Regions from separate parts of the Mus musculus genome. Here regions 1, 2 and 3 are each linked to region 4. The links are chromatin contacts, called in public promoter capture Hi-C maps. All regions are on one chromosome and are shown on one strand. The core of a region is the stretch at or near the end of the contact, and the rest is flanking DNA. Distances in the headings are between cores, read along the strand shown. Region 1 overlaps Mbnl1 (muscleblind like splicing factor 1). Region 2 holds the start of Commd2 (COMM domain containing 2). Region 3 holds the start of Aadac (arylacetamide deacetylase). Region 4 holds the start of Med12l (mediator complex subunit 12-like).

Region 1 (6,569 bases), core at 2,261-4,760, 1.6 Mb before region 4:
AGAGAAACCCTAGCTCCATTTTATCTCTCATTATTCTACCCAGCACAATGTGCTTTCTCTAGCTTTTGTCCCCTTTGATGCTACATGACCTGACATCAAACAAGCAACAACTACTGGATGTACAATATATGTTTTTGTATAGTTTATTAGGATTTTGGCAAAGAAAAAGTTTCCTTTGGTTTTATAACTTCTTGAACATATTTAATTTAGCAATGGATCAGATGAGTGGAAAGCTAGCTTCCTTTCCTCTCCCACCATTTGTCTGATATCAGAGAGAGAAAATGGAAGGAGGCCCTGATTGCCAAGTAGGGTGAAAGATGAAGGACTTGGTGCACAGGCTTGCTGACTTGGTTATCATCACTTCTGCTCACTAAACATGCCTAAATATACTTTCCTTGTAGAAAGTAAGGTAGGGCTAAGTTACACTAACTACTTCGTTACTTAAAGTGGTCAATTAACAAACATACCACGGAAGTCCCTAGAAACCCTGCTTCCTGCACTGAAGCAGATTAGGATGTCAGAAGAACAGAGACTGATTCAACAACCTCTTGACAAGAAATAACAAAAGTTTTCATCCACCTTGTGAAAAGAAACCCTGGGCTTTACAATCCCCACCTTAAGTGCACGGATCCCCATGAAACAGAGAGGTCCCTGACCTGCTCCTTCCCAGGTAACAGCAATGCTCCAAAGACACATGGTCTGCTCTCAACCCAAGCTTTTTACAAACAAATTGGGATGTAGCTGGAATTCAGACTTCCCCTTTATATAATACAAATGGGCTTCAAAGACTCTAGTTTTTGGAACAGATACATACATTGCCATTAGAATTTTTCAAAAACAAGCGAAGTTAACGTGATGCAAGCAACCCTCAATTTTGACTACAGTATAGCCTCTAAAATTAAAGTCTAAGAACTTGCTATTAGAAGCCGAGCCAAACACATATACAAAATTTACTTGGGAATGTGCACTCAAATAGTTGATTTATCCAGTATTTCTACATAATGATAAATTAAGGCATACCAGTATTTTACAGGGGAAAAATAGTAAGTTGAGACTTACACAATGTTCCATACACATGAATAAAAATAACTAAGAGGAGATTTAAAACAGAAAAACGTGTGAAACTTGAACTAGAACATATCATGTGAAAACACGGTAACACCCAGAAAAAAGACTTGATATAATCCATAAAGGTATTTAAATCTTACTTATTCAAGTTCCCAGTGCCCTGGGTGAGGAGCAAAGAGGCAAAGCACCAAATCTCTCCCAGCCCCTTCTTAGGGGCTTACACTTGCTCATCAATGATTATCTGGAGGGTTCCCCAACCAGAGTCAATATTCTTCAGTGCCTAGTTGCAGTAATTATTAAATGTAAATGCCATTTAGAAAATCCATGTTCTAATAAATTTAATAATGGTAATTCTAAGCAATTTGAAAAGCTTTCAGGAAAACAAACAACACCTTGCCAAAAAATATAAACTAAAATCAAAACAACAATTTGAAAAAAGCTAAAATGGCTTTAAGTTTGGAACTACTCAGAAAAGTTGCTGTGTCTGCATAGGAAACATCTATTGCAAGACACATGCTACAATAAGTAATTGCTCAGTATAAATGTTCACTGCCTAGCTGAAACCCTGTAGGAATAGATGCTCTGGCAACAGAGAGCTAACTATAGTAACTGCTGCTTCAGTTCCCATTGTTACTGTTCTATATTCTTCCACAGAATGATCAAATGCTATCCAGAATGTCAGCATCACTTTATATCACAAGCTTTTATACTTAATTTCCATTGTTTTCAACCTAATTTGAAATTATTCATTACATGTTAAACAAGTAGCATAAACATTTTACAATTAGAAAGGTAGATGCTAAGAGTGTTCACTCTGTTGTACATGTATTATAACTCTTAGTAATGGCTTAACATAGCATGTCAAGAAGAATTTCCTGATATTATTTGAATTGTTATAAAAAAATCATGGGAAAGATTTAAAGAAATTATTTTCCATAGCAAACAAACAAACAAGCAAACAAAATAACAAATAAAAACCAAAGACATAAATACAACTGAAGAATCTTAAAAGTAACTGTCTAGTTATTACATAAAAGTCAAGTATATACTACTGAACATGTAAGTGAATTCAGAATAGGACTAGCAATGCAGACAGGTTGTAGTATGCTGTAGTCAAATATAAATTTAACTATCAAAAAAAGTGATGCCTTAGAATTGGAAGAACAGTATATTGATATACTATATACACTATATATACTACAGTATCTATCTATCTATCTATCTATCTAAAACATATATAATACAGCATCATTTTGATAGAAAAAACACAGATGAGATATTCTTGTGATTTGCTTTTGTGCCTATCTTTGACAGCTGTACATTTTATGCAATAACCAGCTGATTAATATGACAGATCTGATCACAGAAACATTTAGGGTGTGCAAGTGCTAGATAAATCTAAATGAGGAAATGCCAAGGATTTAGAGTCATGCATTTGATCTCTAAATACAAAGATGTGTGCTACAACACAGGTTTCCAATTTATCAACAACTTGATTTGGGACAGATACTTACTACATATATTTACAATCACAGAACGTGCTGAGTATGGCTTTCATGCTGCACACACATTAGCTCACTGAAGACTTCACAGTTCTCAGGGGGCATAATTTCTATCCACAAATAACAGCCAAAAGGAAGGCAGACTTCAATTGAAAACAAACTAAATTGCCAATGCTCTATGGCTATGTGGACATGGCAGGGCTGAACTGGACTCTATCACCACTCCATGGGTCCCAGATACTAATTCTCTGTGTTATCCCTAGTACAAGTCTCTGTGTCCCATACAGAAAACAAGGAGTAGATAGTTTAAATCGGCCCTGACTCAAAGGTGCACATAAGCACAAAAGGCCAGGCTAATAATCCAGTGAAATGAACATTATACTAGAGCACAATTTTATATATAAGGTATAATATCCTACAAATAATGAATACCTTTTTGAAAAACAGTTATATTCTTTATTAATTGCTTCTAACTACGTTGATGTTTCAATGACTTGGGACAGCTTCACTTCTAAGGCTTCATGACCCCTACTCCTGGGGACTTGAGTTTTATTTTAAAGAACAGAAACTATGCATGCGAATCACCAACCACAAATCCTGCTTTGAATCACACTGTAAGGACAGAGGAAGAAACAGAGAAGGGGAAGAGGAAACAAGAAGTGAGAAGAGGGGATATATAAAGAGATGGGGTGCAAACTCCAGGCACAAGGACCAGAGTTCCCTAAGACAATATAGGAGCACCCCTCAGACCATCTGCCAGCAGCAGGTGGGTGTGGCCTTGTGACTTGTAGCCTCTGGATCCTTACAGGGGCTTTTATTCCTGAAAACACAGGACTATATAACAAAACATCCTTTTATATTCCAAAGAGTTTGGCTCCCCTTTAAGCGAGATCAAATATAGGACAGAGGATTGTCTACGTAACTATCTCACAATTGGAACTGCTCCAGCAGCCATGAGTCAGCAAGTGAGTCCAGTGTAAACATCTCCGTTTGCTCCTGAAGCAGAGTTAGCTATCAGGTGTCCAAAAAAAGTATCATTAGCACTTATAACGAAAATGGTCATTTACAGCAGCTTAACTACAGATACAGAATGATATCACTGTATTAGGCAAAAGATAAGCACCATAGAGATAAAATACAATTTAATTTATCTCAATACAAAATGTGGAAGTATTTTTCTCAGATATCAGAGTCAAATACCTAAGTTTTGTATATACCAGAAAAATTTAATAGAAACTAATCTTCCTCAGGAAATCCTTACGTTTGAAATTCTGAGATTTTTCTAAAGCCATGGAAAATACATGTGGCAAAAACTGTATCTAAATATTTCTCTTTAAGAAATATAATAGTATTAACCAGCTGGATAGTATTTTTAGGAGTGGAAAATATATGGAAATTCACTCAATCTCCATTATGGTAATTGTTTATTTTTATGAGTTAATTACTCAGGATGTTGCAAATATTTGTATGCATAATTCAGTGGGTAATCAGCGGTGCTCTTCTGGTCTGACTGATGATCTACTGACTGCAGCACATTATGATTTCAGGGAATTCACGTCAGCCCTCTGCACTCTATTGTGCAGATATTATACACTGGTTGACAAGAGGAGTCTTTTAGTGTCAATGCTTTATACAAGGAAGACATAATACCACAGAGTATCAAGAGCAGTTCTTAAAGGAGGCTTCAGAACTCCACCACCTTGCAATGCACATGTCTTCATCTTAGAAGTACTCTTATTTTTTATCTCACAATGGATGCCACTTGTCTTGGTTCACAGACAAAACAGTTGCTCTGACATCCCAGTCCCTATTCTGAAAGGGGAGCTGTGGGCAGGAGGTAGGCGTATGGCCCTATCCACTGTTAAAGGCATAAGCATGCTAAGTTCTCCTCTAACTGCTTTTGCATGCTCAGGTCCACACTGAAAACTTTTACGTGGTTAGTAAAATTTCCCTATTTTATTCATGAGTTACGAATCCATTTCACTTCCCTGAGAATCACAATGTGCCCATTTTCCAGTCTACTTCCTTCAGTTCCATCTTGATACCCTAAGTTTGGGTTGTCTGGCACAGAAAGAAAATGCCAGGACATGTCAGACACGCCATGGGATGGAGCTACAGCAGTGATTTGCCACAGTGCTGATGAACGACTGCAGAGATGCTGGAGGCTGACACTGACTGCAGGAAGGGTGTTGACGGCTCTGCTGAGGAGGCTCCAGGCATTTTGTCTGCATTGGACCACTGCCAGTGACCATTATTGAAAAGAAAAAAAAAAAAAGATGTAAATGAAAAAATTCCCTTTGCCATCCAAATCATCTCACAAAGTGAGGTCTTTCATTGCAATTTTAAAAACACAACCTGCAACGCCAAACAGCAATTCAAAATAGAAATGAGAGTGTGTATGGTCTTCGGGTATTAACTTTTAATTATAATTTATAGTTATTTTAAATGAAATGTTTCTAAATAAAAAAGATAAAGGAGATGTTCATCCTGACAAAGTCTATGTGTGAAGGACAAAGTGACAACATTTACACTAGCAATGACTCAGCACTTAGCATGAGCTTCAACAGGCTACTGCTGAACCAAAAGAAGAAAGCATAGAACAGTCCTGAGTCCAAAGACAGGAAAAGCTGTCCACACTGTTTTATGGTCATTTGCAATATTCACCGAGTCTTAATTTTAACATTACTTTTTTTTTTTAACTTGGAAACCCATTTTTAGAATGGAAACATAAGTTTTCTTTTCCCTGGAAAAATCAACATTTTCCCTAAGTTAATCAAATCACTTAGCAGACCACATATAAACAGTGTCTAACGCACTTTTACTTTGGAATTACAGCTTTGGTCATCTTGAGTAAGCATATAATACATCTTTAATTCCATCTCTGAATTATGAATACTGTATCAATTTATTCTCTTTACCACATAAAATAATCTAATATTTGGCAAACTATTCCTTCCCAACAGTGGTCTATTACAGCATCAGTAATGAGCTGAGCAAATGAAGGCAATGTAAAGAAGTGGCTGTCTTTATTCACCATTCAAAATAACTGACAGCAGGAAGCAATTAGTCTGATGCCTCTCATTTTCTTAGTGAATAAACAATAACAAAAGATGTCTGTGACATTCAAGGCTCAGCTTCCTAATTGGATGCACTATTTGCTTCTCTGGTGTGCCTATGTATTTAAACTGCACTCTGTATCTGTTATAATGTAGAAAAGCCCCCATCGTCAAACTGATTCATTTCCAGAATTTAACAATGAATAAAAATGTCTTTATTCATTCTCCAACAGACCACTTAAAAATAAGTGAGGCATGAGTTTAATTCAGGTATGGAAATGTATCTGCCTTCTTATTAGGTGGTAAGGCTACTGCATTATAATCTGAAGGACTAAGCAAGATGACTCACATAGCAAAATTAAAAGGGATTAAAATTGAGTAAAATTAAGTGGTATAAAGATCAACTTGTAAAACCCACTCAGTGAAAGCTGTCTACCTGCTCTAAAAGCCATTGAAATCAGAGACATACTGTCTTGGAATCAGACACATCTGATGGTATTTAAATTCAAGGTTAGAATATTGTAACTCTGGAATCAAGTGGCAGGAAAAATTCTGGCTGAGATTGCTATGATTAACAGCCTATTTAGCATTTTTGTTTGTTTATTTGTTTTTGTTTTTCGAGATAGGATTTCTCTGTGTAGCCCTGGCTGTCCTGAAACTATGTAAACCAGGTTGGCCTCGAACTCAGATCCTCCTGCCTCTTAGCTTCACTGTAATCACTGAAGTCATTCTCTCTCTCTCTCTCTCTCTCTCTCTCTCTCTCTCTGTGTGTGTGTGTGTGTGTGTGTGTGTGTGTGATAGCTCTTAAGACTTAATGAAAGATTTTTATTAGTACGAGACAATTATCTCAGTTTGTTGATCAAGAATTGAAGGCTTGTGTAGTTTTGCCAATTTTTACATGTTTGTCATGACACAGACTGGTTTTATGCCTTTGAAAGTTTCC
Region 2 (6,981 bases), core at 2,102-4,601, 1.4 Mb after region 4:
ATAAGTCTCAACCTTGAAGGACAATGCTGTTCCAAAGTTACTTTCTAGAAAAGATGTGCAAAGCACTTGGAACACTGTTGTTCACTCGAGGTCTGATGGCTTGTGATTCATTTACATTGCTGCGTTTATCAATGGCACTTTTTGTTAGGGCTTTGTTTTTTGTTTGTTTGTTTTTGTTTTGTTTGGTTTGGTTTTTTGGTTTTTCGAGACAGAGTTTCTCTGTGTCGCCCTGGCTGTCCTGGAACTCACTCTGTGGACCAGGCTGGCCTCAAACTCAGAAATCCCCCTGTCTCTGCCTCCCAAGTGCTGGGATTAAAGGTGTGCACCACTACTGCCTGGCTATGGCTTTGTTTTTATGAGGCATGATTTAATGTGTGGTTCTGGCTGGCCTGGAACTAATTTTGTAGTCCAAATTACTCTAAAATCTGTGGCTATCCTTCTGTCTCAGCCTCCCAGGTGCTAGGAATTATAAGGATGAGCTGTTAGACTCCACCCAGTGCTCCATTTTTTTTATTACTTCCTTAGTAGTTAGAATTCTGTTTGTGGATGTATCATATCATCTACTATCATGCATAGAAATTTAGACTGTCACCATTTCTGAGATATTATGAATAAAGCATTTTTGGACAGTACTGTCAAAGTGTTTTCTGGATATCTGTTTTCGGTGTTTGGGGGGTGGGGAGCATTAAATACCTAGGAACGGAATTACTTGATTATAAGGTAAGTACAAAATTATCATTGAAAGAACTTGTTTAAGAGTTTTTTAGGTGCCTTTGCAATTTCACACTTCCACCACAACAGAAAGGAGATCTCATTTGACATGCCTCCCTAACACTTGCTTCAAGGCCTAACAAACAAGTTCAAATGTTTCCAAGCAGCTGGCCAGAGGCCTCCTTTCCTCCTCAGAAATCCCAGGTAGGAAACAAGAAGTTGTTCCAGTGCTAGCCTCTGGTGAGCTTTATAACCCTGGACGGCAGAAGGCAGCAGCAGATGAGCCCGGTAGCAGGTGGTAGCCTCTACGGTTACATCTCCTGTGCAGATTTCTGATAGTAACATTCCTAACCCTGCAAGTGCTATGATCCCTGGGCAAGCCTTAGTGTTGGAATAGACCTTGAACAAACAGCGCCAGACCCTGACTAAAGAGCTTTTCTCCCCTAAAGCTTGCTGAAATCCCCTGCCACTATGTTGAAACTCCAACCTCTTGCCAGGCATGGTGGTGCATGGCTTTAATCCCAGCACTCAGGAGGCAGAGGCCAGCAGACCTCTGAGTTCAAGGCCAGCCCTTCTACAGAAGAAGTTCCAGGCAGCAATGAAGAGAGACCCTGTCTCAGAAGACCACAAAAACAAATAAAACAAAACCCTCCAGTTCTTCCCTCCTCACTGCCATTTCCAAACTCATCTGCCCACTCTGCCCTTGCATCCTGATAGCCAGGCAAGGGAGTTTCTAAAGATAAACAGACCTGTGTGGATAAACAGCTCCAGGAGGGAGAAACTACAGGCTTACCTGTAGCCCTAGCAGTTGCATTCCCAAACTGCCTACATAAGCCCAAGCACCCCCTTTTCCTTTTGCAGACACTGCCTTCATCCTGTGCCTGCCCTTTCTGTTTGAAATAAAGAGTTCCATCCGTTGAGGTCAGACTGGTCTATTTCCTGCCTCTATAAGCTGTTTCTTTAAGCTGCCTCGGAAATCTAATGTTGTGCTACTTCAGAAATCTAACATTGGTAGTGGAATCCTTACTTCTACAAGGTTCATGGCTCTTGTATAGGTCTACAGTAAGTACCAAGACTCTTTTATAGGTGTAAAAAAAAAATCAAGATATCTTAGTCTTGGGCAGTAGCCAGCACTGAAGATACTAAATAGGCAGGTATCCAATTCCTCACCCCTTGGTGATAGACAATTGTGTAGTTCCTGGGCCTGGGGTAGTTGAAAACATTGGCTCCCTAGAACTCAAGAACTCTTTGATTATTTCTAAAATAATTTTTATGACATTAGGAAGAGACAGAGAGTGAGAAAAGGGAGAGAGGGGAGGAGTGAGTTAATATGTGAACACATGTGCCTCAGTGTACGTTGGTGAGTCAGAGAACAACTCATATGTGTTGGTTTTCTCTTCTACCGTGAGGGTTCCAGGGGTTGAACTCTTGTCTTCAGGCTTCACAGCAAGCAGCTTTTATCCACTGAGCTATCTTACCCACTCAGCTATCTTACCCACCCAGTCTGTTTGAATCTTTACCATCTTCTATCCCTCTTCAGTTCCTAAGAAACTGGTTATTTTACGTTCCCCGCCTCTCAGCTCTCCCTCTTCTGCTGGCAAGAGTCAGGCTGTGCTGTCACTTCTATGGCTTGATGTTCAGAATGCTCAGCTGTCGCAGCTGCTGCCACATGGCTGCTTTTATCATTGCTGCTATAGCACTGTATCTGCTTCCAGAAGTGGGCAAGAAAAGACCCCTAGAGAGAAGCCTTTTATTGAGTCCAAAGTTGTAGCAGCAAGGGATACAGTGTAGGGTGTGTCTATCCCTACCTGCTCATGAACTGAGCAGCCAGCTTCTAAATCTGAAGAAATGGTGTTTGCACCATTTGAAGCAAACCTCACATGTAAACAAAGGTATGTTTGGTTAGCATCTTCCCTTTTGTACTAAGAAAGTGCTCCCTTTCTTGCCTAAGTGGACACGTTCACAGGCTTATTTAGGGATCATGAAGGCTTGTGATAACACAAAGTCCTACACAAACTGTTCAAAACTACCCTAGTTGGGGCTGTATCTTCAGAAATTAATGCAAAGACCTCTGCTCATAGTGTAGTCATAGTGTAGTTTCTTCAAGGTATTTGTGGAGTGTACAAAATAGTCACTACATATATATTTATGTATATATACATGTAATATACGTATACATATATACATATATATACACATATATATACATATACACATACACATACATATACATGAGTATATGTATATACATATACACATATACACATACACATACATATACATATACATGAGTGTTATATACCCAAAACTAGAGTTAGTGATGGTTGAGAACGTGAGTACTGGAACCGAATCTGGTTCTTCTGCAAGAGCAACAAGAGATCTTAACCACTTAACCACCATCTCTCCAGCACTACATATTACACTTTTGCAGGATGGCTCATGAATGAGTGGAAGACTTGTACCTTCAACTCTTTTAACCAGCGTTCACTGCCTACCTTCACTCCTATAGAGTGAACCGGACGATACCGTGCTCCTAGGACTGCCAGCAACCGGAACCCAAAGCATGGGCTGTACCGCGACGCCCGCCGGAACTTCTTTTTGCCTGCACAGAGGTCGGAAGTGGTGAGGGCGGGGCCGGCGCCGGGTGGCAAAGTCTGAAGAGCCGCTAAAATGCTGCTGGATTTGTCCGAGGAGCACAAGGAGCACTTGGCCTTCCTGCCGCAAGTGGACACTGCAGGTAAGTTAGTGCTTGCGGGGTGCTTGCGGCGGGGACAACCCGGGGGACAGCCCGGCACTCACAGCCTGCTGCTGACTTCCGTTGCAGTGGTCGCCGAGTTCGGGAGGATCGCCGTGGAGTTCCTCCGACGGGGCTCAAACCCGAAGATCTACGAAGGCGCCGCCAGTAAGAAAGGGGGAGGACGGGCTCTGTCTGTGGAGCTGGAGAGTGCGATCCATTCTCTTTCTCCGCAGGAGTCTTTGCAGGTCCTAGGGTCTTGTTCCTTGTTCCTCTTAAAACCCCGCAGAGCAGTCAGTCAAGGCGCACACTGCAAGGAGCTGCGCGCTTTTATAACTAGTGTGGAACAAATATCTTCATATTTAAAATGAATACAGTGCCACCTGCCTTTTAGAAATATTCTGGTGCTTAATAAAATACCGCATGCTGAAGAAGTGGAACTGTCATCGAAGTGTTTAGTAAACATTTGCTACCCAGAAACTGCTTTTTTTCTAAGCTGGGGGGGGGGGGGTGGTGGTGGTGGTGGTTGAGATTAAGAACATCTCTACTGACTTCTCCTTCTGCCTGGGTTGAAGGGGCTTTGTGTGTCTGTTCACAGGTTTGTGTTTTGTTAGGCTGACTTGGAGGGAAATAGCCAAGGCCCCTGTTAGTGGAGTGGGTTAAGAAGGAACAGTAGTCTCCGCTTAACTCATTTTTATTGTATAGTTTGAAAACAGAGCAATTGAATGTGTTTATTTTTAAACAAATTGATAATCTGTTTATTTCTTCACCACCCCACCACCACCACCACCACCACCACCACCACCACCACCTTAGGAAAACTGAACGTGAGTAGTGACACTATCCAGCATGGTGTGGAAGGATTAACGTATCTCCTCACCGAGAGCTCAAAGCTTATGGTAAGACTTCTGAGAGCTGTATTGTATCACCCAGATCCTTTCAAACTGGCGCCTATTACAATATTTCTAACTCATAATCGAATTTGTGCAGTATACCAAAACAGTGCTATTGGCGTTATCTAATATGAATTCCTCTTGCCGGTTTAAATTATAATTGTCTCTATTTCTGCATCATGTGCCATCACCCATGTATGTCAGGAGATGGGAGAATGAAATATTGCATTTTTAAAAATGTATCAGCAGTCATTATCTGGCTTGATGGAAAAATATTAAATAAAATTAGGCATCTTAATTTCTTTCCTATTTTAATAAGGTTATTTTGTATATTAGTAACTTGGATTTCAGAATGGTGGGTCTTTAAGGAATGTTCTAAATAGAATTAGAGGATATAATGTACTTGTGTGTGTAGAAATGGTTTAGCATTTACTAGACAAAGATAAATTCCAGTGTTCTGTTGAACTCAATTTACCTTTAGATTTCTGAACTGGATTTCCAAGACTCTGTCTTTGTTCTGGGATTCTCTGAAGAACTAAACAAATTATTGCTTCAGCTCTACCTGGACAACAGAAAGGAGATCAGAACTATTCTGAACGAGTTAGCACCTCGTCTTCCCAGTTACCATAGTCTTGAGTGGCGGCTAGATGTACAGGTATGGCTTTTCCTTTTCTTAAATCTGTTATTTACCAACTTAACCAAGCTCTGGTGTGAAAACGAAAATGTAGATTTTAATGGTCACTTTGGGTCATTTCACAAGTAGCTCATTTCCTTTTATTTCTAATTTGATTTACTGAGTTTAATTTGCAAAGGTTTTAAATTTGTTTTTATTACATGTGTTTACTTAATGTATGCGTACATGAATGTCACTTGTGTAGAGGTCAGAGGACAGCTTTCAGAAGTTTGTCCGAAGGGACTGAACTCAGGTAGTCAGGCACAGTAGCAGTTGTGCAATCTGAAAAGTTGTTAAGAAGTCGTTTAGAAGAAAGTATGGTTTACAAAACAGACTTGTTTGTTTGTGTTGCTTTGGTTTTTGGCAATGCTTAGTTTAAAAACACAGTTCTCTCTTGTACACAAAGAAAAGTGTACAAGTCTGTGTACTCAATATCACATAGTCACAAACTCAAAATAGATGTGACCGTGACCAGGACCCCAGAGACATCTTTTTTTTTACCTCCTATTAATGATTGTTCCTTCCCTCCTCTCCAAAGGTAACCACCATCGGAAGTATTTAATGCAGTTTTTTTTTTTTTTTAACTCATTTTATCTGTGCACACATGCAGTGACTGAGGCAATCCTCCTATATAGGGCCGGGGTTAGTTCTGGTAGTGCATTCTCCTAGTGTATTCGAGGCCCAAGCTTGAATCTCTAGCACCGGAACAAAAAAACTTACACAGAACACAAAAAAATCATTGATGTCTGGCTTCTCTGGTAAAACATTGTTTTTGAAAAGATTTGTCATTTAGCTATTTTGGAAGACTCATAAATCCAGGATCCAGGCCCAATACAGACCCCAAGTCTCAGTTACTTGAGAGGCTGAAGCAGTGGGGCCACTAGCCCAGGAGTTTGAGACCAGTCTGGGTAACAAGTGTGAGATACTTTTTCAACTAGAAAGATGTTATCTACAAAATACACAAAGAAAAGTGTACGAGTCTGTGTACTCAATATCACATAGTCACAAACTCAAAATAGATGTGCCCTATCTGATTCTGATGATACTAGTATAAAGTTTGGCCTGGAGAGCAGAAATTTTAAAATCTCTCTTTTAATCCAGATATTGGTAATAGGAATCAAAGTTTGTGCGTCATTATCACAGTAGAGACTGTGTAACCTGAAATAAGGAAGCTGTACTGGCTAGTATTGTGTCAACTTGACACAGCTGGAGTTATCACAGAGAAAGGAGCTTCAGTTGAGGAAATGCCTCCATGAGATCCAACTGTAAGGCATTTTCTCAATTAGTGATCAAGGGGGAAAGGCCCCTTGTGGGTGGGACAATCCCTGGGCTGGTAGTCTTGGTTCTATAAGAGAGCAGGCTGAGCAAGCCAGGGGAGGCAAGCCAGTAAAGAACATCCCTCCATGGCCTCTGCATCAGCTCCTGCTTCCTGACCTGTTTGAGTTCCAGTCCTGACTTCCTTGGTGATAAACAGCAATATGGAAGTGTAAGCCGAATAAACCCTTTCCTCCCCAACTGCTTCTTGGTTATGATGTTTGTGCAGGAATAGAAACCCTGACTAAGACAGAAGCCAAAATGGGTTACAGAAATTTGGTAAGAATTTAGATGTAATATAGCAGACAATAGGAAGCCCTTGTAAATACTTTGATAAACGTGACATTGAAGCAGTTATTTAAAAAATTAATTTGGCATCCTTGGATGCATCAGAACAAAAGTGGGAATTTAGAAATATAAAGAATGTAAGCCTTTACAATCATTTCCCCCTTTCTATAGGATAAACCTTTTTTGTCTTACTAGTATCTTGTTACTCTTTTTCTTACCTTTTAAAATTACAGTTTATTTTTTTATTCATTAATTCATTTTGTTTTTGGGGACAGGGTTTCTCTGTGTAGTTCTGACTGTCATGAAACTCTCTGTAGACCAAGCAGACATTGAACTCAGAGATCCACCCACTTCTGCCTCTTGAGTGC
Region 3 (6,767 bases), core at 4,001-6,500, 1.0 Mb before region 4:
TGTACCAGACTTTAAGGAGTGTACTGTCTACTAGAGACAGTGGTTATCACAAAGCATGGATACATAATAATACTTGCTCCAATGGAGTTGTATCGAGAGCAGTGCCTTGAAACAGTGTTAGACTTCAATAAAACTGACAGAAAAAGAAAGAGAAAACCTAAGTCCTTATTTACACATCCATCTATAACTAGACAGGCAGGGGAAAAATGAGATTTTATTGCCCCCACCCTCCCCCCCTTAGCAATGCAATGGGTTAGGGACAGACTATGTATATGCACCTGGGTTTGGGAAAGTGTTCCAAGTATAGATAACCTAGGTGAAAAATAAACCAAAGCCTGCAAAGTTACCTCGAAGTTCTCAAGGTTGAAAGAACCTCTTCCTTAAGTCTCACATTCCAGCACACCTCATATCTTACCATCTTAAAATCAGCTTACGAAGCTGTCATAGGCTCCTCAAGTTATTAAAAATGCATACATTATAAAATAGATTAGATATATCGATTATATGTTATTTATATTTATACACTTATATTGAATAAAGTCAAATTATAATACAAAACTGTAATAGTAATATACTATATTGTACAATCCATATGGAACAAGTGAAATATGTAATGTCAAATAAGTAAGTATATCATATTCAGCTCTATGCTTTTGCATCTAACATCTTTGTCTCATTTCCTTCATCTTAGGGCTTTATAAAAGACCACACTCACCATCTCTATTGGCTGCTATTTCACCCACTGTTCAGTTCACCTTACTTTTGCTCTCAATACAGCATTCCAACAATTATACAATAATAAAGTTCCATGTTCAAGAAGCCATTTCTCTTCTTAAGTGAGATTTTTCTATAGCTTTGTGTAACAATTAATTCACCTTTCACAAAAGAGTACATTAAACAATTGAAGAATTATCTAACTTACATATGACTTTATAGGTCTTTATATGCTCAGTCAATATCACATTTTATGGGATAAACAAGAGTGCTCAGCCACTGTGACATACCAGCACTCCCCAAACACCAGCCACCACCATGAATATAAAACAAGCCCCGCCTGAGAGCCATTGACTTTCTTTTGGGTATGTATATGCGGACGGGAACACTGTCGAAAGCTGTCTCCATCACAGTGACATGCTCATCAGACGTGGGTGGGACTTCTTGAAAACTCATAAGTAACTGTATCGTTTCCATGAAATGACTGATTCCCAAAAGTTCACCAAATGAAGCCTGAGTAGACAGAAAAAACAAAAACAAAAACACAACAATAATTAAAAGTTGTGTGTGTGTGTGTGTGTGTGTGTGTGTGTGTGTGTGTGTGTGTGTGTGAATGCAGCCTGCTGAATCTCTCTAGTTTTGCTCATATGAATGTATATTTACAGCTGACTGCTTGGGATTGGATAACCTGTCAGGGTCTTTTCCCTATACAAGATTGATTCTCCAATTTTTGCCAGTAATCTATCACCTGTATCTCTTCATTTATGGATGGATAGGGTCTCATGATATTTCTGCCACCCACATTGGGAAAATCAACTGGAGTTGCTAGTACCCTTATCCTGCTTAGGTCACCAATTTCTGAGATTTCTTGGGTACTGTTTCCCTGATCTGAGATGACATAGTGTCACACACACACACACACACACACACACACACACACACACACACACACACACACACGACACTATGTCATCTCGGATATCTGGCTCTTAAACTTTTTCTGTCTCTTGTGTATCATGTTCCCTGAACTTTAGGTATAGGGACTGTAGATGTATCACTTGGTGCTGAGAATCCATAGTCAGTTCCTTTTTTTTTTTTTTTTTGTAATTTTACTAATTGTGGATTTTTGTTATATTCTCTGCACGTGTGTCTGTGGTAGGAGGATGAATATTTAGAAGGCAATGAGAAATTATACTGGTTTAGTAAAATAGTAGGGGTAAGTTTTCTCAAGATCAGTGACTTCACCAGCCATAGTTCATTGACTGTGTTTATGATACCAGATTGAATTTTCATCCTATTGAGCAGGCTTTAAATCCAAAAAGAGTTGGCTACCCACCCACCAAGATTGCCACTGTTGCACCCTGTGGACCATCTTGCAATGCTGGCCATTATCTTACTTTCTAGGTGTCACAGCTGGGTGGGACTATTTATTGATCCACTCCCTCAATAGCTTGCACAGCTCCTATGAGAGCTAGTTGTCAAGGAGGAAGCTTTCAGGTTCCAGCTTGATTCCTTCAATTCTTGTGTTGGAAGTGTGTTGTGTGTTCAGCAATGAGGTCTTACTTGCAACATCTTGACAGCCACAAGTGGCAGAGGCAGTCTTTTGCAACTGGATTTTTTATAGATATAGCTGCTGTGGCTCTTGGTGGGAAGATTTTTTACTCTCAGGAGAAACTTTTTGAGTTAACATAAAACAAAGTTTCCCTGTGATATTTTTCAGACAGTCATAGAGTTCTCTATCTCTCCTCTTCTACCTCTGTATTGTCTTTTAATCCTAGTTTCCAGTTAATCCCTAGGTCCTGATTTACTATTCCTGCTGTGTCCTCCTAGCCTCTCTATTTCTCTTCCTCCCCCATGGCCTCTTCTAATTTCTCTGGTTTCTATAGTGGCTCTAGGTTATATACTGACATCTAAATATTGAGAACTATATATAATCACATATAGAGAACATGTGCCAATTGTCTTCTTGGATGTGGGCTACCTCACTCAGTAGATTTTCTTCTGTAATGTATTCCTCCCTTATACATTACATCTCAACGGCAGCTTCTAGCTCTATGATTTCAGTTTTCTTCAGAGATGAATAATATACCATAGTGTATATGTAGCACATTTTCTTTATTCATTCATGAGTTGAGGGACACTTTGGTTGTTTCTACTCTCTAGCTATTGTGCCTAGAGTAACAACGTACATAGCTGAACAACTATTTGTAGAATAGGATGTTGAGTTCTTTAGGCATATGCCAATGAGTGGGATAGATGGGTCTTAGGGCTGATCTACTTTTTGCTTTTTGAGAATTTGTCAAGCTGATCTTCATAATGCTTGCACTAGTTTGCAATCCCAGCAATTGTAAATGAGATGGAAAGATGGTGAGAGGCAAGTGCAAAACCATAAGCCACAGAAGCCAACATACGTTGGCACAATCAGAACACAGTTCTCCAACCACAGCAAGCCCTGGATACCCCAACACACCTGAAAAACAGAATGCTGACCTAAAACTCCTATTTCATGAAGATAATAGAGTCCTTTAAGGAGGATATAAATAACCCACTGAAAGAAATACAGGAAAACACAGGTAAATAGGTAGAAGCCCTTAAAAAGGTAACAAATCCCTTAAAGAAATTCATTTTAAAATTTTAAAATAATTTTAACTTTGATATTTTTCTTGACTCTTTCATTTTGACTTATTTTATATTCTAGATATTAACCTTCTATCAAATATATAGTTGGCAAAGATTCTCTCCCTCTGAGAAATTCCTCTTTACCAAACTGATAGTTTTCTTTGCTGTTCAGAAGCTTTTTAATTATCTTAGCTCTCATTTTTCAATGGGTGACTTAATTCCTGGGTAAAAGTACCCTATTTAGAAAACTTTCCCACACCTATATTGTGTAGGGTACTGACTATATTCTCTTCTAGCATTTCAGGTTTCAGTGTTGACCTCATTTTTTTTTCTATCTATTTGGAGTTGATTTTCATGCAGTATGATAGATAAAGATTTGACTTTATTCTTCTACATGTGCACATGCAGCTATCCTGCTAAAACATGTTGAAGATACTGTCTTTTCTCCAGTGTGTATTTTGGCACCTTTGTCAAATATCAAAAGCATTTTAAATGTGAATATATATTTGGGTCTTCTCTTTTACTAATCTACAAATCTTTATTTCTATTGATGTCATTATCATGTAATACATTTCATGTTCTTTTATAATTTTGTCATCAAAACATGTCATTAATTCTTTTATGTTTTTCACCTATAGAATTTTATGTTAGGTAGAATGTTTTACTTTTAGTAATCATATTGCATTTTTTATTTAAAAATTTTCATACAATATATTTTAGTTATGTTTCCCTACCTCCCTGCATACCCAACTGTTTTTCACTTTTTCTCTGTCTCTCAAAAACCCACTAAAATGAAAACTAAAGCAAATAAGCAAAACACCTATCATAATAGAAAAAGAACAAAACAAAACAATCATATTTTTAGCAAAGGCACACAAATAAGGCAATATTAAATTGTCCCCTACATGGTGCAATCTAAACATGTTTATAATGGTCTCTGATATGTATGTGGAAATTTAAAATTTTATTTATGGTATAATGAAACATATTCATAGCTGACTGAATATCCCACAAAGATGCCAAAGCCATGTACTAGAAGAAACTAGCGAATTGTGCTGCCACAGTGGGATGTCCACTTGTAGAATAACGAAAGTACACAGTTACCTCTTACTTTGCACAAAATAAGACGTAAATTGATGAAAAACTTCAATAGTAAACCCCAAACTCTGAAGCTTCTAGAAAATATTTTAGATTGCACTTTAAATTTATAGGCACAGGAAAGGACTCTATAAATATAACTTCATGTTTTTCACAAGTTAAGAGCAACAACAGACAAATGGCACATTCCAGAACTGAAGTTTCTATACAGCAATGGAAACATAGAATGAAGTAGAACCTACACAAAATGCCCAGAGTTACAATAGTGGCTCCAATTAGAAATTAAATGGTCTTGTTTCCTGTGTTTCTGGATTGTTTGTTTTGTTTTGTTTTTAACCAATCAGCCTTACTAATTGTCCCACATGGATTTCCATGCATGAATCTAAATCTACTGCATAGACTTTTATAATTAAACAATACTACTATTCCATTCTTTTTTTACTGAAGTTGATTCTTCTAAAAACCTTCACTTGGCAGTACTGCAAAACACACACTCTCTTTCTATCCTCTATTCTTCTTTCTTCTCCTTTCCCTCTGTCTGGTTGCTGACTGTAACTGGAATCAGATCTAGAGAAGGATCATGCTAAGAAACATCTTTCATAGATCCTACTTTGTCCTTTTTAAGTTATTCAGCATTCATAAGGTTGGTAAAATTCAGAACTTACCAAATCTGTTCCTATCTTTACAAAGGCAGTTTCCCATACTACCTTCCAAGGCTCTTCAATAGCATCTGGAAGCGGTATATAAAGATAATAAGCTACAAGCACCACAGAGATGAGAAGAGAAATGGTTTTCCCCATGTTTCCTTCTGCTCTTTCTGCTTTTGGCAGTTAGGAAATACAACTCATTTCAAATCATTGGATGTTGAATTTTAACCAGTCACCAAGTGTTACCTAACTTATTCAGTCCAAATTCCACGACGCAATCTCTTAAAGCACAGGCACTCCAAATCTACAAAGAATTTCAAAGCAGAGCTTTAATCTCGAAGGTACTTCCCATCTGTTTCTGAACAGTTTTCAAGAAAAACATATCACAACAAAGGTGTTATTATTCAGACTCTCTTACCTGTAAGTAATAGGTATTGCAACATATGAGAAAGACATATGTAAAGTAGAAACTAAAAGAAGATCAACAACACCTTTAAAGCTATGTGAAATTTTTAAAAAAATTCAATTTTCCTTAATTGCCTCTGGGCCCTACTTTCCTTCCCGTTGGGAAACTCCAGGCGTTTTTAATGACTGTTCAATGGCTCGGCTTATGAAGTAGCTTTGTTCTGTTTATATGATTTCTTTTGAGAACACAGAATAATTATATCATGTTCCTTTCTGTTCACAGCTCAGCTGAATCCATTCTGTACATTCTCAACTTGAAAAACCCATTCCTCTTCATTTTATTTTTGGCTACATTGATAATTAGACAATTCTCACCTTTTAGTCCAATATTCTAACTTAAAACATTTCTTTGGCTGTTAAGTTTATAATTGCCACCAGAAAATCTGCACAAAAGTCACTTATCTGTCCAAATCCCCACCTAATTAGATAATGAATGAGTCAAGGGTTGAATGACTCAAGTATTCAATTCTGTTTCAATGAGCTTCAAGCATATTCCATGCCAAGTTCAACCTAACTTTCACAATAAGTAGATTGCATCAAATAATCTTCATATCAATATGGGAGTGGAAGGGTGACTATTACCAGACTACTTTTTAAAGAGTAAACTACATATTTCTAAAGCTAATATTTTATATTGGATCCCCTGTTTCACAAAGGCTATATTCTATAGCACTATGAAAGAAAATGAGAGTCAAAACCTTGGTCTACTTTTGTCTAATTGTTACACATGACTATCTGTGTTATGCATGGAGGGAGTAGTTTTATTCACATGTTATGAGATTGTGTTAGGTGGACAGATGGTCTGGTGGCAGAGATCAATGAAGGCAAAGTGAAGAAAAAGGAAGCCATGAAATTGAAAGAACCGAGAAGGGTCTGGAGGAAAAAAAAAGTGAGAAATCTTGTAGCTATATTATAACACCCCCCTCCCAATTAAAAAGAATTCTGCATCAGGAACTTCATCCAATTGTTTGTATGAGTGGGTTGTTAGAATTGATTTGGTGATTTGGGGAAACTAGTTATCTTTATTTTTTCAAGCCACTTTGTTTCTTTGTTTGTTTTCATGGATATCTGACCATTTGGGTTTTGATCATTGACTCAGACTTTATTTTTTCTTTTATTCTTTTAATTCAACTTGACTTTGTTCTTTCAGTTAAAATCTTGGCAATGTTCAGGAAAGACTAGGTTATAGTAAAGTCGTAGCAATGATTTTGTCTGTTGGAAATG
Region 4 (6,360 bases), core at 2,732-5,231:
ACCCAGAGCCTCACACAGACTAACACAAAACCATCAACCACCAGCAGCTTACACCCATAGGTCTAAACCTTTCAGGTGACTCAACACTACTCAGAAGCTGGAAGGCTGTGTGCACACAGCATGCCAACTCTGCAAAGTGGAGCTGCCCCCCTCGCATGAGCAGCCCTGCTCTACAAATCACACAATCCCTCCTAGACCCTGCCCTATACCTAGAAAGCTCACTACTGCCCCAATCCATTTTTCTTATCAATTTGATTTCCTTGGGTGTATTTACTATTCAACTGTCCAGGCCACATGGTCAAGGGGAAACAACTCCTCCTTCCCCCTGGGATCTCATTCCACCTTCACAGTCCTGAGCCTTCATGGCAGAAAACAAGGACACTCCGGGCATTCACCTAGCTAAGCTTTCCCAACACCTCTGATGCCACGTTCGCTCTTTCACTTGCTTGACTCTTTCAATAATATATTACAAGAAATATCTGTGCCCTTGGCATTCCAGGAACCTCACTCAGGGCCAGACATGTCAATGACAGCAAACATAGGCCTCTTTGCTGTCCTCCACAAACTGTCCCACTGGTAGGAAATGGCCAGATAAAAAAACAAATAACTGCAAGCAATACACACACCACAAAGGCCTGAGAAGTTCCCTGGGCTGAGACCAACATGATGACAGACAGACCTGACAGTAATTTTCAAAAGGAAATTGTTGCATGCTGAATCTATGACCAACTCTAATTGAAGTTCCTCACGTAAATTCTATCCAACCACCTTGCAGGAAAGTAGCAGTCTCATTCAACTCTAAAAGGGGAAAAGATGGTTTACAGGGAGAAAACAGGGTGTGTGGACAAAACAGCCAAGATTCAGGCAAACAGAATGGCTCCAGGCCCCACCTGCTAGGTCACAGCTATATGAGAACAGGATGAAATGTTGAGTTTGGAGGAGAAAAGGCAGGCAGGTGACCAGGTAGACAAGAGTTCCAGGAAGGAGAAAAGTCAGCCTAAAGCCAGAAAAGAAGCTCATCAAGTTGGTGAAACTCAGGAGCAGCATCAGATTAGTTAGAAATCCAAACTATCCCAGAGGCACACCAGGCAAGACACACTGGTGAGTACATACTATGGGTAAGGAGATAAGCTGTAGAGGAAGAAGACTCGAGAAAGACCCCTGCTTTTCTGATTCCCCATTTTTAAAGGGGAGGGCAGTCTATGTGCAGATGACAAAGTACTCTACCACCACATTTAATAAAGTCTAAAGGGAGACCAGGGCACTGCAAAGCTCGTGAATGAATTCGATCAACTGATGAGGCAGGTTAACGGATCTTTTCATTCTGTCTCCACAGAGTCCTCCCGAAGGATTCCACTCCGTAGCCTGGGACCCTATTTCCAGAACGCTCTTACCACTTCTTATCAATAAAAACTTCATCGGTAGCAATCAGGCAACTTTGGTTCAGTGAAGAATAGGGATTTTCTTACCCAAACATGAGGAAAATTATAAAGTTTTACCTTGTTTTTCCTGACGAGCACAACTAAACTAGTTAACAAGAGAGGCGTGATCCAAATTTGCCAACCACTAAGATGCTCAACCATAATTCAAACTCACCACGGTCAAACCGGAAGCCTGGACTTCCTCCATTCAATCAATACTTTATCTCAATGTGGTGGTACAGGTCTAGGATCTCAGGACTTTAGAAATGGAAGCAAGATCTTGAGTTCAACATCAGCTTGGGTAGATCAGTGTGACCGTTCTCAAACAAATCACCACAGCTCTCTGATGGATAATGGTATAGATTTGGCCTCCTTCAAATATGTGTAATTATATATCTTGTGTTTGCATATAATAACATATATGTGTGGGGGGGTGATGTCTTATACAATCATATTCATATTGCAGTAAACTGCAAAAAATCAAGACTGTCCAGAAAACACAATACAGTTTATCTACAGTTAATAAAAGGATCAAATTACTGGTTGTACAAGGACAGGGTGGAAATTTGAGGGAGTAGTATAATACATAAATAACTGAAGCTTAGGAATCTGCTCGCCACCAACCAAAAAAACAGCCGAGCACCTGTTCCATATTGTACCCAAATTTGACTACAGCCACATATAACTCTCTCCTCAAGAGAGATAGAATATCGGTCGCCTGGGGGGAAGTGAATCCGAGGAGCAGCAGCAGCAGCACAAGTCACCGGGACACAGTGCAGGGCTGAAGGAGGGCTGCGCTGATAACCCAGTGTGTGCTTATTCACCACACACTTCAGATAAAGCAAGCGCTTCTGAGCTGCAATCACCCTATCTCCTCAAATCAAAGTAGGAAAAAAGTACCCTCTACAGGCACTTCTTCCAGCTTTAGATTTCTAGAAAGTGACCCAATGTCCAAAATTATTCTTTCCAGGATCCAAGTCCTGAAGTGACTGTCATATGTAAAAATAAATGCTAAATAAACAAGCACACATGCTAATCCAAGCCACCAACCCGAAGCTACGTCACTCTCCAGAAAGACCTAGTGAGGCACTAATTATAAGATGAGAAAAGTTAAGAAACGAATGTCCCTATCCCTGCCAAAACTTTTAAAATCACCTTTCTTTACACTTGGTCTTTAGAGTCTCTCTTCTTTCCAGACCTTAGGAGCTGCATAAGCACATGCTGCCCACCTGTAAACTTCCCAGCCATCTTCAATCGACTTCCCTGACCCTCAAACTCAATGGGAGAAGGCCAAAAGGAATTGCTCGTGATGATTTCTCAGACACATTATTAGCCAGTCTGGGCTGAGCCTCTACTAAAGAGACGGATACATTTATCAAAATAGAAGCCTGAAAGAACTCTGACTTGCAAAGTCCTCTTGTGAAATCAGGGGACACGCAAACTTTTATAGACTTTCCAGGCTCACGGGAAGACTAGAATACATGGCAGTTTCATGCTTAACTATAGAAAAGAGAAGATGGGTGGGCTGTAGCTGGCAAAGTCTCAAAGGACAGCTGGGGAGCAGGGGAACCAAAAAAGAGAAGATAGGCAAGTCTCTGGGCAAATTGTATAGCCAAGGGCGATCATTATTATGGCTGGAGAGTTGTTACATAATTACTTTTTAACTCCTGACACATACCTACATAGCTTACAATAACCACTGAAGCTACTGTATGTGCAACAGCCAAGGTTTCTCCATTTAATTTCATTCAAAGAAAATAAGTAATCTGGAAGCTATTCCTTTCTAAGATAACTTGTCTGCTTTTACACATACAAAACAGCCTCCGGGAAAGCCAATTTGTCTCTCTAGAAACAAAATTCGGTGTTTCTCTTCAATATTGTTTTCTTAAATTTTTTTTAAAGGCGAGAGATACAGAGGTACATTCACCGAGCCAAATATATGATCACCTCGCTAAAAAACGACTTCCATTCCAAAGTGGAGGATGTGATAAGGGTCCCTCCCCCATCCGTACCCATACCGCTGGCGCAAAACGCAAGACCACAGTGTCCGATGTACTGCATTCCAGCATTTGTCAAAAAGTTTACGAGGATTTATCGAAGCGACGGAGTAAAAAACAATAAAACAAGCAAAAACGGAGGAAAGCGAGCAAGAAGATGCTAGCGAGGTAGAAGCGGTAAAGCGCCCAGCGGCGCAGTGCAAGGCCCGACAACCGGGAAGCGACCCAGCCCCCCGCAGAGCGATCGCCCAGCGGAGCGCGGGGGTTGGCAGGCTCCGGGTCTCAGTAGCTCAGGGTCCCTGATACCCTAACCCGGGCCCCGCCTCCGATCCCCTCCCCAGCCCTTCCCCCGCAGCGCCGGGGACGCCCGCCGGGCCAGCTTGGCCCCGGGTCAGCGCTGCGGAGCGCCGCACAACCGCGGAGGCCGCCGGCGCCCTTACCTCCTTCTGCTTAGGGTCCTGCGGGTAGACGTCGGGCGGCCCGAGCCGCGGGCGCTTCAGCGGTCTCTGCTCATAGCTGAGAAGCCCGAAGGCGGCCATGATCTCTCATGTTAACCGGCGAAATGAATGAGAGTTGGAGCTGGAGCTGGAGCAGCCGCCTCTGAGCACCAGGGAGCAGCACTTTGCAGACAGACTCCCTCTTCCCTCCACTCTGGCTCGCCGTGGCGCTGCAGGCAGGAGAAAAAGCAGGTTGGAGACGGCCGCTGCCCGCGCGCAGACGCGCTCAGGGGGGCCGCCTTCGTGGGCACCCCGCTGCGCCGAGCCCCGGGACGCCTGCTCCGCGGGCGGCGGCGGCGGCGCCCGGGCTGGAGGTCGGCCAGGGTCCGCCGCGGCCACGGCCTCCCGCCACCCCCACTCGGTCCCCAGGGGGAGGAGCAGATGATGGGAACGTGTGACTTTCTTCACCAATGAACCCAAACCCACCCAGAGGGGCCCAGGCTGGGGTGGGGGAGGGGCATAAAGGGGGAAAAAACTTTTCTTGGCGCCTAGGCGGGAGGCTCGGTGCCCGCCGAGAGCTAGGCGTCCTCGGGCACGCGAGGTGCTGCGCAGCGGCCCGCGCCCACTTCCTGGCTCGCCATGCCCGGCGCTCGCAGCTTTGCACTCGGAGGACCCGCCGCCCGGGCACGGAACCGCGGACGCGGAGGGAGAGAGGCCGCGAGAGGCGAGGATGCGGACGCCGAGCGAGGCCGGTGCCTCCGGGTTCAGCCAGTGCACGAGCTGCGCGGGTCCCCTCGGCGGCGCCGGGGCGCTTTGCTGGCTGCCGGCTGCAGCGGCCGCGGCGGCTGGAGGGGGCCGCGCTCGCTGTGGCGCGGGGCCGACTTAACCCTTTGCTGGCCCTCCCGGGGCTGGGGAGGGGGTGAGCAGAGGTGGCCGCGAGCACCGACGGACACATCGGGAGCACGGGCGACTGGGCTCCCCGGGCCACCCCTAGACGTCGCGCGCCCTGATCCCCACCCCCAACAGTTTACCTGTTGGTCCCTAGCTAGCGGCTAGGCAGGGGCGGGCAGCCGGGACGCCCTGGCGGCCGCAGCCTCCATCGCTCCGTTAGGGTTGGGGAATTGGATTTGACGTTGCGAGGTGTCTGGCTCGCCAGACTGCGGACGCCGCGAAGTTTGCGGCTGCCTGGGGGCGTCGCTCGCTGTCGCCAGCGTTCTCGCCCCCACGGCCCGGGAGCGCGAGCTCCCGAGTTGGCGGACGGCGGCGCGGCGGCCGCACTGAGCATGCCCAGCTTGGCGGCCGGACCGCGGAGGAGTTGGCTGCGAGCGCCTCGAGCGCTCCCATCTGCCTCTCCGGGTTTTCGCAGCCGCAGAGCGCGCATTCCACGGGCCCTGCGCCCCAGCTGGCTGCAGGGTTAACCCGGCTATGGAACCAGCCCCAGGAGGGACCCCGGGCCTCGAGCTGCGCCCTCCGCCTCGACCCCTCCTGGGGTCGCCATCCCGGCAGCCTAGGCGAAACCTCACCTGCTCGCATCACAGGGATGGGAACCGCGGGGAGGGGGCGATCCTTTCGGGGGATCTGGTCAATCCACCTGCCGGCGCCCCTCGCTTGCTCCAGGTAGACACACAGATGCGGGGCCAAGAGCCGTGAGCATTGAGACCTAGCCTCGGAGGCGGGCCCAGCGTGTCCTAAGGGACCCTGCAGGAGGCGCGCCCAGGAGAACGCGCCAGCACTTGGCCAAGAATGATGGCTGCCATTTATCGAGTCCTCCTTTGGTTGTATGAGCTTGATGGTCTGAATTTGCTTCTAGCAACAAACCCTTCCACGGTTTTACTTCACCTTCTTTATAAATGAGGAAATTGTGTCAGCTCGGAGAGGCTAGATGACTTGTTCAAAGCTGCAAAAGCTAATGGGAATTTGAACCTACCACGGCTGCAGCTCAGGTTTCTGACCTCACCCCTCTGCTTTGATTGGGAAGGGCTGTGTGCTTGATCTGCCCTTGGCCTGATTGTATCACATTCTCCATAACTTGAGGAATGTCTTGGACGCCTAGTTCCCAGCTCTGGAGAGCATGTACACAGAATAACCTGCAGCCTTTCTATAGTACCTGGTTCATGGTGATGATATGTGAATGTCTACTCGCTTTGCTGCCTTTAAAGCACCCAAGGGAAGGAAGAAAGAAGTGGATAAGGCGATGGCATTGTAAAAGACTAGTTCTTCATTGTTTACCCTCTGAACAAAAGTACCTCCAACCTAGCCTAACACTTAAATGGAGCTGTATGAGGCTAAATCCATTACTCAGTCTGAGCTAGGCCTCCTACAGTATACTTGCCTTTACCAAGAGGTGCTTCCTTCCACTGCCCAGCTTGCCATGAGCATTTCTCTTCTAATACCCTATATATAATAACTTCATGGTGAGGTTTGCCCTGTGTTATAGCAGCTATCAAATCCAGTTCCTTTGCTTCAAAGAAAATACAGTTTTTATTCATATCTAACTTTATTAGG

What was found. Promoter capture Hi-C pulls out the DNA fragments that hold promoters and counts their contacts.
Region 1: a contact with region 4 is called in a promoter capture Hi-C map of liver, with 2.6 times the contacts expected there. The contact joins the enhancer-like site here to the promoter of Med12l in region 4. A contact is called at or near these places in 4 of 39 promoter capture datasets (hippocampal neurons, liver and pre-B cells), 1 of 115 datasets of contacts at active chromatin or transcription factors (stem cell-derived neural progenitor cells) and 1 of 9 other capture datasets (embryonic stem cells).
Region 2: a promoter capture Hi-C map of hippocampal neurons shows a contact between it and region 4, with 2.9 times the contacts expected there. The contact joins the promoter of Commd2 here to the promoter of Med12l in region 4. A contact is called at or near these places in 3 of 39 promoter capture datasets (hippocampal neurons, liver and pre-B cells) and 1 of 115 datasets of contacts at active chromatin or transcription factors (astrocytes).
Region 3: a promoter capture Hi-C map of the SN4741 cell line shows a contact between it and region 4, with 6 times the contacts expected there. The contact joins the promoter of Aadac here to the promoter of Med12l in region 4. A contact is called at or near these places in 4 of 39 promoter capture datasets (the SN4741 cell line, hippocampal neurons and liver) and 2 of 9 other capture datasets (adipose tissue and liver).

What each region holds. Positions count from the first base shown.
Region 1 is chr3:60,567,547-60,574,115 of GRCm38.p6, reverse strand. All of the region lies in intron 2 of Mbnl1 (muscleblind like splicing factor 1), which reads right to left. Among named protein-coding and RNA genes, the nearest start is that of Mbnl1, 70 kb to the right of the region's middle. Within about 2 kb of position 3,510, at least 121 of the 459 cell types and tissues checked have an H3K27ac peak or open chromatin away from gene starts, as enhancers often do. A contact at or near this core is called in liver, where this site is marked.
Region 2 is chr3:57,648,054-57,655,034 of GRCm38.p6, reverse strand. It overlaps Commd2 (COMM domain containing 2), which reads left to right and starts at 3,351. Exons shown (of 5, transcript NM_175095.4): 1 at 3,351-3,448; 2 at 3,536-3,613; 3 at 4,262-4,344; 4 at 4,820-4,993. The coding sequence starts at 3,382.
Region 3 is chr3:60,030,271-60,037,037 of GRCm38.p6, reverse strand. It overlaps Aadac (arylacetamide deacetylase), which reads right to left and starts at 5,250. Exons shown (of 5, transcript NM_023383.1): 1 at 5,097-5,250; 2 at 1,005-1,227. The coding sequence starts at 5,231.
Region 4 is chr3:59,004,599-59,010,958 of GRCm38.p6, reverse strand. It overlaps Med12l (mediator complex subunit 12-like), which reads right to left and starts at 3,981. Exons shown (of 44, transcript NM_177855.3): 1 at 3,859-3,981. The coding sequence starts at 3,957.